2 separate regions of the Astyanax mexicanus genome follow, and region 1 is linked to region 2. A link is a contact called in public Hi-C data. All regions are on one chromosome and are shown on one strand. Each heading gives the region's core, a stretch centred on a gene start, on an enhancer-like site or on the middle of the called end of the contact. The rest is flanking DNA. Distances are from core to core; before and after follow the strand shown.

Region 1 (6,960 bases), core at 1,202-3,701, 260 kb before region 2:
GGATATTGCTTTTTAATTATTGCCATTTAACCCTATACATCCTGATGCATTATGGGAGTTTATAGTGCCTTAAAATCACGTAGAGTTGATTAATGAAATTTAAGTAAATACAGTGATCTACGGGAGTAGATTAATGTAATTTGAGTAAACACGGTAATGTTATTAAAATTACTCATTATTTATTATTAAAAAGTACTAATTTATTAATGTACTCCATTTAAAATAATTAATTTGTACTATTGTACGTACATTTACTCGCATAGCATACTAATTCTACTATTTTTACTCAATATTTAATTACAAATGTAATGAGATGCTCATTTATTTACAAACAATCTATCAGACTCAGACTATTTTACTTATTGTAAATAAATGTATTTAAGTCGACTCAGTATACAGCTTAATTAAATATAGTCTCATAGATTTACTAATTTTCTCAAATTAAATTCACTTCTTAACTTAGATTAAATGAACTGAGATTAAATATATTTATTTACTCAGATATACTCTCTCAGTCTGTGTTAAACAGTTTCTTCTAACTATAATAAATTAATAAATGCGATTTGAGACAGAGCTGTTATATACTAAATATTTACTAAACTAAAATACCCAGAAACACAAATACAGACTTAATCTGATACAGTTCTCAGAGTTCATCAGTTACGAAGAACTGTGTGTATCTGTGTGTGTGTACGTGTAGTGTGTACAGTGTGTGTGTGTGTGTATAGTGTGTGTGTGTGTGTGTATAGTGTGTGTGTGTATGTGTAGTGTGTATAGTGTGTGTGTGTGTGTATAGTGTGTGTGTGTGTATAGTGTGTGTGTGTGTGTGGCTCGCGGGGTGGAGCTGAAATTCCAGCTCGAGCTCCCCCTCCCGCTCCACGTCACTCAGGAACGGGCTGGTCCTGCTGATGGAAAGTTTGATTCACTTTTCACGAACCGATTCAGTTTCGGTGAATCACATGTCTGATTCAGTGCGCAGGACAAAGTACATCAACTGTTGTTTTACTTTTAATTATTAAAACATTGTAAGAATTGAGTGTTTTAAGTTTTTTTGGCCAAAAACTAGAAACGTTTGAATTAAAATATTTTTTATATGTTTTAATATTCAAATATTGGTGGGCTGTCGTTTGTTTTTATAAAAATATCAAACATGCTTATTATTATTAATAGGAACTATACAGTTCTATACAGAACATGTTCGTGAATTTCTTTACACAAAATAAGTCTCACATAAAGATAAAGATCACACCAGCTCTTTTCTTACCAGTTTAAGTCGTGGCCACTTATTATCATCTTGTTCCCACACTTTATTAAGCAAATGTCAAAGGTGTGAAGAGTACTGATAATCATGCTGCTGGATTTTATATATCGATATATGTTAAAACATCATTATAAAATATTTTGCCAGTAGAATATACAAGTTTACAATATATTCTAAGAATGTATTTAATGTACTGTTATAATAAGAAATTATATTTATTTAAGAGTAAAGACAGAGATGATCCGAAACAAAGAAGTTCGATTCAGTTGGCTCTTATGAATTTGCTGCAGTTTAATTTATGGTGATCCTTATATAAAGTAGCCGAGCATTTACAGTTTAAAAGGAATTGTAAACATTATGAAAAGAAATTCGAAATAATAAGGAAACAAATAAAATAAATAAAGCTTTAAATGAAGCATTTAATATAAATGAATATATATATATAATCTTTTTTTACGTTTAATATCTAACCACCTTCAGACATCTTACTTAATCTTATTTATTCTTAGTTTTTATTTCTTATTTCAGTTCTTCACACTTCTATTTCCTTTTTATTTATTTTATTGTTTTAATAGTTTTGTATTATTGCTTTTTAACTTATTTTTGTTTAGTTCCTTTTATTATTATTACTATTATTATTATTATTATTATTATACATTTTTACATTTTGTTTTTTTATTTATTTTTTAATATGCTATGTAAAAGTTAGTTTTAGCTTAATTTGATTTGTTTTTTTGTTATATGAATCTTATCATGTTTATTAAACCACGTTTTATTATTGTTTTATTCTCATTTTTATTTGTATCTATTTTATTTTTTGCCTTCAAAGTACTTCCGAGTCAAAATAAATGAGTCCAAATAAAATGAACTTTTTATTTATTATAATTTATTATATATATTTTATATAAATATAAATAGGAAAATAAAATAAAAAATGACCATAAAAAATAAATAATTTATCAAATAAAACAAATAAAATGTCAAAAAAGATAATAATAATAGTAAAAGTAAAATAAAATTATAAGAATGATAAGAAATGAATAAAATTTATAAAAATGGACTAAGTACATAAGAATACAAATATAAAAGCATAAGAATAATAAGAATAAAAAAAAAATCTCGGGACTCGGATCTGTTTGAGTCGGTTCATTAGAACGACTCCCTGGCGGATCCGAGTCGCGCTGTGCTGTTGTGGGCTGGGAGGAGGACTCGGTAACTCGTTTGGATATTCGAGGCGGTCGCGGACGGGTCGGGAAAAATGTCCTGAAAAACTGGATTTAAGGAGAAAAACTCGGAAATTGGACAAAAACTCGGATGTTTAGAGTGTCCCTGACTGGATTACAGAGGCGTTTCGGAAAAGTTCGGTGTGTTTTAGGAGGTATCCTGCTCGGAAACGGAGGAGACGGAGCTCCGCGCAGGTAAACTTTCCTGAGGCGTTAGCTTCGTGCTAACAGCGCCGCCTGAGAACCCGATACTCCGACCCGCTTCTACCGAACTTTCCCCCGGGAAAACCGAGGCCTCGGACCGCGGACCCACCCGCAACAGGTCCCTCCGGATACTAAACAAAGGAGATAAGTTCTAAAAAGAGTTTTTTTCTGTGAGAAAAAGACGAGAAAAGGAGAAAACGCTGGAAAAAGTGTGGAATACTTTAACGGTCGCTAGTTAACGCTAACCAACTGATCACTGTGTGAAGAATATAGTTAGCTTAGCTTAGCTACAAGTGTTTATTCTGAGTCAAAAAAAAAACTAAACAAATAAAACGGACAATAATTGGATTAAATGCGATACGATTCAAAAATGATGCCGGTAAGTCCAAACTTTTTTTGTGAAAACCTCACTAAATCTGCTGTTGTGTTGTGAAAAACGTATCTGACAAAGAATAAAACTTAAAAAATGTTATTTAACACTAATTTGAACACATTTAACACTTTGTTAACCTGAATATATTTTACTATAGCCAGCAAATAAAGTCTAACCCTACAGTAGATTATAGTTTACGCTATAAAAATACAACATAAACATAAATGTGTCTTGAAAATTCTAAAACTGATGTTAATTCATACCAACAGTAACTATCTGCATATTAAGTCATAAAACAGTTGGAAATTTATGGAAAGTCTGGAAATTCGGAAATGTAAGTTATATCTTACTAGTAAATGAAAAAGTAAATATTTTATGTTTGTTGTTTTCTGTTTTTAGACATTCTAGTAATCCTTAGAAAACCCACTACCTTTACATCTGACTGTGGTAAAAGTTGTTACTTCAATTTGTCATTAAACCTGCTGCCCAAAAAACAAACAAAGAACAAAACAAAACAATACAGCTCAGAATGATGCAATTCTGAAAGTCCAACTGTATATCTGGAAAAAAAAAAAAACTTAAAAATGCTATGTAACACTAGTTCTAACATATTTAAACGCTATGTTAATCTGAATATCTTGTATTATAGCAGTAAATAAAATCTAACCCAACAGTAGATTATAGTTAACACTATATAAATACAACATAAATGGAAATGTTTCTTAAAAGTTCGTTAAAAACTGCTATTTAGTACTAGTTCTAACCTACATAATTCTACCACTACCATTAAATCTGACTTTTACATAATTTGGTAAAATTGGTACTAAAATTGTGTCTAAACCTGTTGCTCAACAAACAAAACAATACAGATCAAAATGATGCAGCTAAGCCTAACTTTTTGGCAAAATCTCAGTTAAATCTGCTTTTTGCTGTGAAAAAAACGTATCTGAAAAAGATTGAAACTTAAAAATGCTATTTAACACTAGTTATAACCTACTTAACACTACGTTATCCTGAATATCTTGTACTATAGGCAGCAAATAAAGTCTAACCCTGCAGTGGATAATATAGAAATTTTACATGAACAGAAATGTGTCTGGAAAATAGCTTACCCTACTTAACAATAGTTAGCTAACATTACATAAGCCGTAGAACTGTTGGAAATCGAACTAGTAAACTAGTGAACATAAGAGTGAATATTGTATTTTGTTGTTTTCAGTATTTTAGACATATTAGTAAACCTAAAAAATCCACTTCCTTTAAATCTGAGTCTGAATTACCTTGTTTCTGATTTTTGTTGTATTAAAATTGTGTCTAAAACCTGCTGCTCAAAAAACAAACATACAAGCAAACAAACAAAACAATACATATCAAATTGACGCAGTAGTAAAGTCCATAATTCTAATTATCAGTCTCACTAAATATCCTTTTTTGTGTTGGGATTGACTTGTCTGAGAAAGAACAAACCAGAAAAACTCATGATTAATGCTAATTAACACCAGTTTTACTTAATTTATCTCTTTTTAAACCAAAGCACAGTGTCTGTCTTTGCACATAGGCATAATTTGCCGATGTAGATGTGTATAAAATGATTATAAATTGTCCTTTTATTGATGTTTTTCCACACCATTGTGTTCATTATGTCAGGAAAGACCGAAACCTAATCTGACAAAGTTATCTTATGACTCAACTCTCCAGCAATCTCATTCATAACCAAACAGGCTGGGTGGAAACTGCAGCGAGGGAAATGTCCTGTGGTGGAGATAAACAGCAGAATTATTGAGTTTCGGGAGATGAAGAGAGGTGAGGAGAAAGCTTGGAGAAGAGCCAGGGTTGTTCCTGAGAGAGAGATAAAGGGAAAGAGAGAGAGAGAGAGAGAGAGAGAGAGAGAGAGAGAGGAAGAGAAAGGTATGCCTTCCTGTCTTCTGCTGCAGTCTGAGATGCATTGTATTGAATAGAAGCATCAGTATAGAAGTTGTGTTTTGCTTTTAAATGCTTTTGACTTCAGGACTTGAGTTAATTAATAGAATTACTGTTTTAATGTGTTTTTCAAAATGGATAAGTAAGGAGATTGTACATCTTTACATGTAGAAGCTAAAGAGGAAATCTAAAAAAAGCTAAAATGCAAGGACGTTATGTTTGCTTTGTTTTGCATGTAAAAAGCAGTTATGCGGTTATTAGTTATGTAGAAACAAAAGAAAAATCAAAGTTGTAATCGAAAATCACATATATATATTTGAAGAATATTGAGAATTATTATTTTTTTAAATATTTCTGTCTGGACTGTTAATTGGAAGTGATCAGATCGGATTTGCCTGTCTGAACACAGATATATGCATTGGTTTCTGTGGTAACGAGGTCAGCATCAGTAAATAACCTTTGGTTAATTTTGTGGCCTCCTTAACCCAATGCTTTTCTGTCACTCTGTAGTATTTGAGGAGGTTTGTTGTGTTGTGTTACGCTGTAATTGACGCAAAAGACGCATCTTAACCTATTTTAAATGCCCAAAGCATCCAAACTAAGACATATCTGTTCAAATTAGATTGTAATTGCATTTTATAATACTTCTAAATGTGGTTTTGATCAGATTTGACCTAGCCTATTACCCATTTACGAATTCTGGGTTATGGTTGTTTCTCACATTAGTTATTGGCTTTTTGATTGCTTGTTTTTCACTTTTTCTTTTGATAGTTAAGGGTTAAAATAATTGTTTTCTTCTACTTTTACGTTTGTCAATGCCGCTTAAAAGCCTTAATTGCAAACAGTTCAAAATGAATAAAATAATACAATTCATTGTCAACAAATTGTAAAATGCCGATTAATGCCGATTAATTAATGTTGACCACCTCATGCCTGTTGATGTCTCAGAATCTTAAGCTCCTTAAGCTGCCCATATTTCCTGCTTCCAGGGACAATACTGCCTAATATATCCACCTTTAACAGTTGCCATTGAAACCAGAGCATCATGTCATTGACCTGGATGGCTTATATAAAGCCTTCAGACACCTCACCTGCACTCATATTACATTAAGAATTGGCAAATTTCCCATGTTCAGCCAACTACAATCAACGCAACAAATCTTTATGCTGATTTATAGGTGTTTTATCGGGTGACAGATTTCACTGTAGGCTTTTTAGGGGGGGTCTAAGCACAGTTTTTTACAGTTGCAGAATGGTAGAGCTCCTGAAAAGGGATTGTTCGTGTCTGAACACAATAGCAGCAAGGTTCTTTTATTGCGCAGTGTGTGAGAGAGAGTGTATTGTGTATAGACTGCTGCTGAACTCTGATAAGAGATGCTGTCTTTTTACGAGGCTGATTCCAGTGAAACAGGCTGACAGAGCTTGTTTGTAATCCTTCACTCTCTATAGCACACAAGTCTTCTCTTCAGTAATTAGCCTCAGTAAACAGAGTGTCGTTATGGGATGATTGGACAGTGTTTTTAGGATGATTAGCCTTAAGCTCTGTGGTTAGTTTTGGACATTAGGTTTGTCTTTAGAATAATTTATGGTCAGTAAAAACCAACAACTAACTAAACATTTAAAAATAACCTATATATTCTGCATTTGAAGTCTATTGACAAAGTTTGTATGTGTTCTTTAGTCAATCATAAGTTTAAGGGTAGGGGTGGGATATTGATATTGCCCCAAAGTAATATCACAAGTATTTCAGGGTGTTTTTGAGAGGAGATACCTGTATTCTTGGTAATATCTCAAAATAGGGGTGCCATATTGTATTGTACGCAATAATATCGCCAACCCACACTAGATATTATATATGTTGAATATCACTTATTTTTTTTGACACTTGTACTTTGTGCTCGCCGTTAATGATTGGATCACCATTGTACCATCGTTTGGAAACAAGTTAATTCCAGGTGTAAACGTGGTCTCAAATATTG
Region 2 (6,121 bases), core at 2,107-4,606:
AATTTCCCATCATGCAGGAGCTGAACTTACATTTTAAACTCTGGAAATTGCTGATATTTGGAGAATTCTGCCTCCCATTCAGCCTGAGATCTCGGCGGCTTCATCTCCTTCACCAAGTGCCAGTCCACCATCGAGAGCCCGGACTCCGTCAGCCTGAAACAAACAGCAGAAAACATCAGAAAACATCACTTCATCAACTGGAGACACTCTAACGTCTTTATTCCAGCATTAAAATCACTTCTAATAAAATTATATAAATATAAAACATCCATGAGTTGAGTCTGGTCTTTGATTAAATGACTATGTAATTCTGAGTAATCAGGGTCATATAAGTGCACGTCCTTTATTACTGTATTTTCTGAACTATAAGACAACAGAATATAAAGCGTATTTTAAGATACACTAGTAAGGAACAGGGGTTCAGGGGTTTTGGCAAGTTTTCCTTCTAATTCATCAGCTAAGCTTAGCAGAAAAAATATAATTCTTAACTTTTTGATACAGTGACTTAATTAGCTAGCTTATTCTAATATCCTGTTGAAAGCATTTTTCTTTCATTATTTTTACGTTGAAATATACACTAGGGAAGCACGATTGGACATGGTTGCACAACCGGTCATAACACCGGTCTTTAAAGAAAAGCGAGGAACCGCACAAGTTTGCTAAACTATTTAAATTTCCCCAAATAAATGTACTATTTATTATTAAAATCTGATGCTCTGTTGAGTTTTATATAATGTTACTCCACCAACACACAGCTTTTAACAGCCGCTTTCCATCACAGATATTTTAGTGCTACATGTGGGTGGCTGGAAAGTCATGTTTTAGAAAAATACACGTATGAAAAACGGGATTAAAGTAAATAAAGAGAAATTAAAGGACTGAATGTTCTGGGGTTTATTTTATTAGCAGTATTTTCCTAAACTACATCCTTTTAATAAAACCCTTAAACTATGATACTGAACTACACCTCACACTTTTCTTCTGCTGTAGCAGTTATTTCTGTTCAGTTCAGCAGTAAAAACATGCTGTTCATCTTATTCTACTTTAACAAAGTGGTGATTGGATTTCTTTATTATATTATAAACTCAAATAAGGCCTATGGGGTAAAAATCTCAGTCTCTAGAAAGTTGGTCTGAAAACTATGTATAATTTTCATTCCACTTTACAGTCATGTGCTAATTTGTGTTGGTCTATCAACACAAAAAAAATTCAGGTGGATCGGATACGGTGTTGTGCTGAATTCAACATCCCCGCCAGAAAAAGCACCCTCTCTCTGAGCAAAATTCTAAGTAAAGTCAAAGTGCTTTTATACAGCAGATGGTGCGTATGTGCTGCAAAGAGGCGGTGCTTCTTATGGCGGGGGTTCAGGTTTCAGATTTCAGCACTACTATATTACTACTATATTACTATTATTATATTTCAGCACCCCCGCCAGGAAAAGCGCCCCCTCTCGGGAGAGGCTGCGGGTGACGTGACTATTCTACTATACGAGTCGAGTTAGAACAGCATCTTGGGTATTTTCATTTTCTAAAAAAAAAAATTTAAAGCCAAGAAGACGTGGGTGCACACTCCCGAGAGGGGGTGCAGAATTCAGCACAACGCCAGATAAACAGGTTTATCATCACTGACCTGGTGACTCCTCCCAGCACCACCGCCCCCAACACCAGCCCACTGCATCCCACCAGCCAGCGGCCCACGGTTCGATCTGTAGCGGCGTTGGGTACGGACACCGCGGTGGGGGTTCGAGCCGCTCCGGATTCAGCCACCACTGTGTTCTGTCCTCTCTGTAGCAGCCACTGTCTCAACGGCGTCCGCTACCGAAAAAAAAAAGAGGAAGAATTAGTGTTACCACTACAGATCAGTGTTTATTCATTTCATTTTCTGTCAGTTTAAGGCTAAATGCAAAAATAGAAAATTGGATGTAAAAAACTATTATTTAATTTATATATATATATATATATATAGTAGTACAGTGTACAGGAAAAAACTATCCATTTTTCCAATTTTAGTTGTTTCATTTCAATAGGAATTTCATGAAAGATAAAAATATATATTTTTTTTCTTTATTGTTTTTATTTTTTCATTTTTGCATTTAGCAAGTTGCACTTTTTTCTTGAAATGCTGTTTGTGAAAGGCTAAAATGAAAAACTAGATTGGAACTAGAAAATTGGATTAAAAAATAATTATCATCAATATACTGAGTGTAAAAAAACAAACAAACATTATTTTCAAATTTAACTTGATACGGTCAGAAAATTAAACTGCTAAACATTACACTGACCATAAAGCCTGTGTTTTATTTCATTCTTACCATTTGGTGTAGTTCGAGTTTCAGGAAAAATGGACAAAAATAAAAAATAAAAACACACAATTTTTTATTTCTGCATCTTGTAACAAAAGTAAGTTGCATTATACCATCAGATTATAAAATATAACAAAGGGAAGAGAATATATATTTTTTCAATTCTGTTTAAGATAAAAAAAATGATTTATTTCTTCTTCACCAAAGTAAACAAAGTTTTACACCCAATTTTCTATGATCAAATTTAACGTGAAACCGTCAGAAAATTAAACGGATACATTTCTGAGTGTATCAAGCACAATTTTTTTTAATTATCGAGTTTTTTCATTTCAGCCTTTCGCAAACAGAATTTCAAGAAAAAAGAAAAGTTGAATCTTCTCTCACTTTTTGTCCAATAACACAAATCTAAACCTGCAAAATGCAAAAATGAAAAAAGTCAGAAAATAAAGAAAATATTAATACATTAATTTCTCCTGAAATTCAGATTGTGAGATGAGAGAGATGAAATAATTTTTTTTTATATCCAAATTTCTATTTTTGCATTTAGCCTCAAAATGGCAGAAAATTAAATTAATAAACGTTACACTGAACCTTTACCATCAATTTCTATATATGTTTTTTATTTAGCCTAAAATTGTCAGACAATTGATTGATGAATGTTGCACTGTAGCTCTAATATAGAGTATAACAAGAGTTCAGTTTATGAATTAATACTGAAATATTTGAATTGAGGTATGAATTGTTTGTATATGGTTATAAGTGAGTGTACCCGGGTGTACCTGAGGACAGGTGTGACTCTTGACCTTAATTATGACCTCAATTAACGAGGCTTTAATAGCGTCGCGTGCCTCTGCGTTAATTAGCGCTATAACTCGCGCGTTAAACCCGCGGGAGAGGTTCTGTTAGCGGGTTCTGTTACCGGGTTCTGCAGCGCGGTTCTCCCCGTGGTCCTGAAGCCGCTGCACACCGCGTGCCGGAGGTTCGGGAGCAGCATGGTTCCGTCCTGTAGATCCAAACACACACAGGACCTCCGCTTCCTCACACCGGCACCATGTTGTTTGAATCATTTGGTGAGTCGGTTCCTTTTTCCCGACCGAACCGAGCAGGACGGATCTGCGCCCTGATTGGTCAAGAGCGACCGACCACTTTTAAAACTTATTTTTTATATATTTTTTAAAATAACTATTACTTTTTTTTATTTTAGATTGTATTATTAGTTATTAGACAAAGAGAAAAGTGTTGTTTAAGAAATAAAAAAATACATATTTAAACGCAAAAAATAAATGCATTTACTTAGATATTAGAGAAAAAGAAAAAAAGTTGATTTAGAAAAAAAATACATAAACAAAAAATACTTTACTTATTTTTTTAACATTGTATAAGTTATTAGAGAAAAATAATTTTAAATTAACATTTTCAATAAACCTGGAAAATAAAGAAAAAATAATATACATATTATAATGTATAATCTCTGGATCGCTAAAGAAAGAAATGAATCGGTTCACTCGGCTGAATCAAACTTCGCTTGGTTTAATCCTGACTCCCCTCTGACCTCTGATGTCACGTGCCATTTTGGAAAAAAAGTAAAAATGTTATTATTTTTATCATTTTATTTTAGCTTTTTTTTCTCATGATTTTTCATCGACTAATTGGAAAGTTTACTCTCCAGAGTGTTTGATGCTAGTGGACTTAAAAATATAAATACAAATAAAATATTTACATAAAATAATCGTGTTATTCAAGCCCGATTCAACTTTGACCCCTGACGTCACGTGATATTAAAAAAACGATTTGCATGTTTTGTAAGCAGTTTTATAATTTTATTTTTATTTATTTTTGACAAATATTGTAAATTGAAATTTTTTTAAAAACGGGCTCAAAATGATCCCACGTGTGGAATGTTCATGTCTTAGCTTTTTTAAGTTTTATTTTTTACGTGTATATATTTTTTGTATTTTTTTTTTTTTGCGTTAAAATGTTTATTTATTTATTAACCAATAGGTTACTTTTCTGTTCGTCTAATAACCAATAAAATGTGAAAATATATCTAAAGTTACAATTATTTTAAAATAAATATTAAAAGAATGTTTAAAAAAAAGGTTGGTCGCTCTTGACCAATCACAGCGCAGATCCGTCTTGCCTGGTGTTCTGTCGAGTTGGGCTACCCGTGGATATGCGCTTCCTACCACCAGTACGCATGCGCGCAACTATATATTTATGTTTTCGAGTTTTTTTTACGATAGTTTTTATTTATTTTAGTACAAAAAACAATTTGAGCGTCTTCTCGTTATTATTATATATATTTTTTGATTGTTACAAATGTGAACATGGCAGATAATAATAATATTACTAATAAAATAATAAAAATACAATTTAAAATACAAAACTAGGGTTATAATCAGCCCTATTCCCTTAACTGTAGTCTGATATACTGATTCAGACTTTGTAAATATTATACAGATATTATTTATTAAATACGCTGCTTTTTATTGTATTTTTATGTTTAAATATAGAGTAGGGGAGCAGGATTTGGCGGGGTATCAGATCTCGGCAGAGCCCCGGGCTGGCGGGTTATAAACAGAGCTGAACTACAGGCTGAATGTGACCCAAAAACACGGTTTTAAGGTAAAAATAACCGGATTCCGCTGAAACTGAAGCGGTTTATTCTTATTGAATCGCTATTCGACCGATCTGATGTTGATTTTAATCAGTTTATCGCTGTTTAATCCCGCTGTATGAGTGTGAGCAGCAGTGTGGCAGATTAACACTCTCTCACTTCTTTATTAAACTTCATTATTTCTTTATTTTACACATTTAAACACTTTAATCTGCTGTAATTCGCTGTTTAAAGCGTGCAGATCAGCCTGTCTGCATCAATTTGCAGTTCAACAATCAGAAAAATCATCATATTATATAATAATCAATAATAAATAACAATAATGCAGCCTAAACAGTAAACAAGTAATCTAATATATGTCTTTGAAATACTGATTATTAAATAAAAAACTGCTCATTTGACTCAATTGTGAAGTCGAATAATCTGTCTGTTATATTTGACGATTAGTCTATCAGTCAGTAGGAGTGGTATTACTGATTGTTAGTCGAGTAATCCGTTTGTTATTCTGACGATTGTTTCGATGGTCAGATAATCAAATGATTATTTTGTTGATTAGTCAGTAGAGATGGGAGTAATGATTATTTTAGTAGTCGAATAATCAGTTAATCATTTTGTTGATTAGTTAATAGAGCTGGGACTAATGGTTGTTTTGATAGTCGAATAATCGATTTAATAATTGATTTATTTTGTCGGTTAGTTAATAGAGCTGGGATTGATAATTGTTTGTCAACTAATCTGTTGTTTAGTAAATAGAGTTGGACAAATGATTGTTTTGATAGTTGAATAATTACTTGGTTATTTTGTTGATTAGTCAATAACGTTGGGATTAATGACTGTTTTGGGATTAAAATCTGTTTATAAATTTGTCGATTAGTCGATAGGGCTGGGACTAATGATTGTTTTGTTAGTCGACTAATCTGTTGATTAATTTTCCAATTGATCGATTAGTCAGTAGGGCTGGGGTTAATGATTTAATTCGGTTAATTAGGTGACTAATATGTGATTTATTATTTCGATTAGTCAGCGATTATTTGTGTTTGCTTGTTGCTGCATTTTAATTGGTTGATTGCAATCTGGAGGAGACACATATGAGATTCTGTTTTTTATTAGTAGTTTTTTAATTAGAATATTGTTAAATTTTAATATTATACCTGTGAGTTATAGTGTTTATTGTCCTTATAAAAAAACATATATATATATAT

Evidence for each region. A called contact is a pair of places that touch in the nucleus more often than the background predicts.
Region 1: a Hi-C map of muscle shows a contact between it and region 2, with 6 times the contacts expected there. The contact joins the promoter of tp53bp2a here to the promoter of LOC103027427 in region 2. A contact is called at or near these places in 2 of 3 Hi-C or Micro-C datasets (both in muscle).

Annotation. Positions count from the first base shown.
Region 1 is chr25:27,051,639-27,058,598 of AstMex3_surface, reverse strand. It overlaps tp53bp2a (tumor protein p53 binding protein, 2a), which reads left to right and starts at 2,451. Exons shown (of 20, transcript XM_049472189.1): 1 at 2,451-3,067. The coding sequence starts at 3,041.
Region 2 is chr25:26,796,623-26,802,743 of AstMex3_surface, reverse strand. LOC103027427 (cytochrome c oxidase assembly protein COX15 homolog) reads right to left here and starts at 3,356. Exons shown (of 9, transcript XM_049472094.1): 1 at 3,222-3,356; 2 at 1,630-1,814; 3 at 31-153. The coding sequence starts at 3,296. cutc (cutC copper transporter homolog (E. coli)) reads left to right here and starts at 3,276. Exons shown (of 10, transcript XM_049472095.1): 1 at 3,276-3,372; 2 at 4,816-4,927.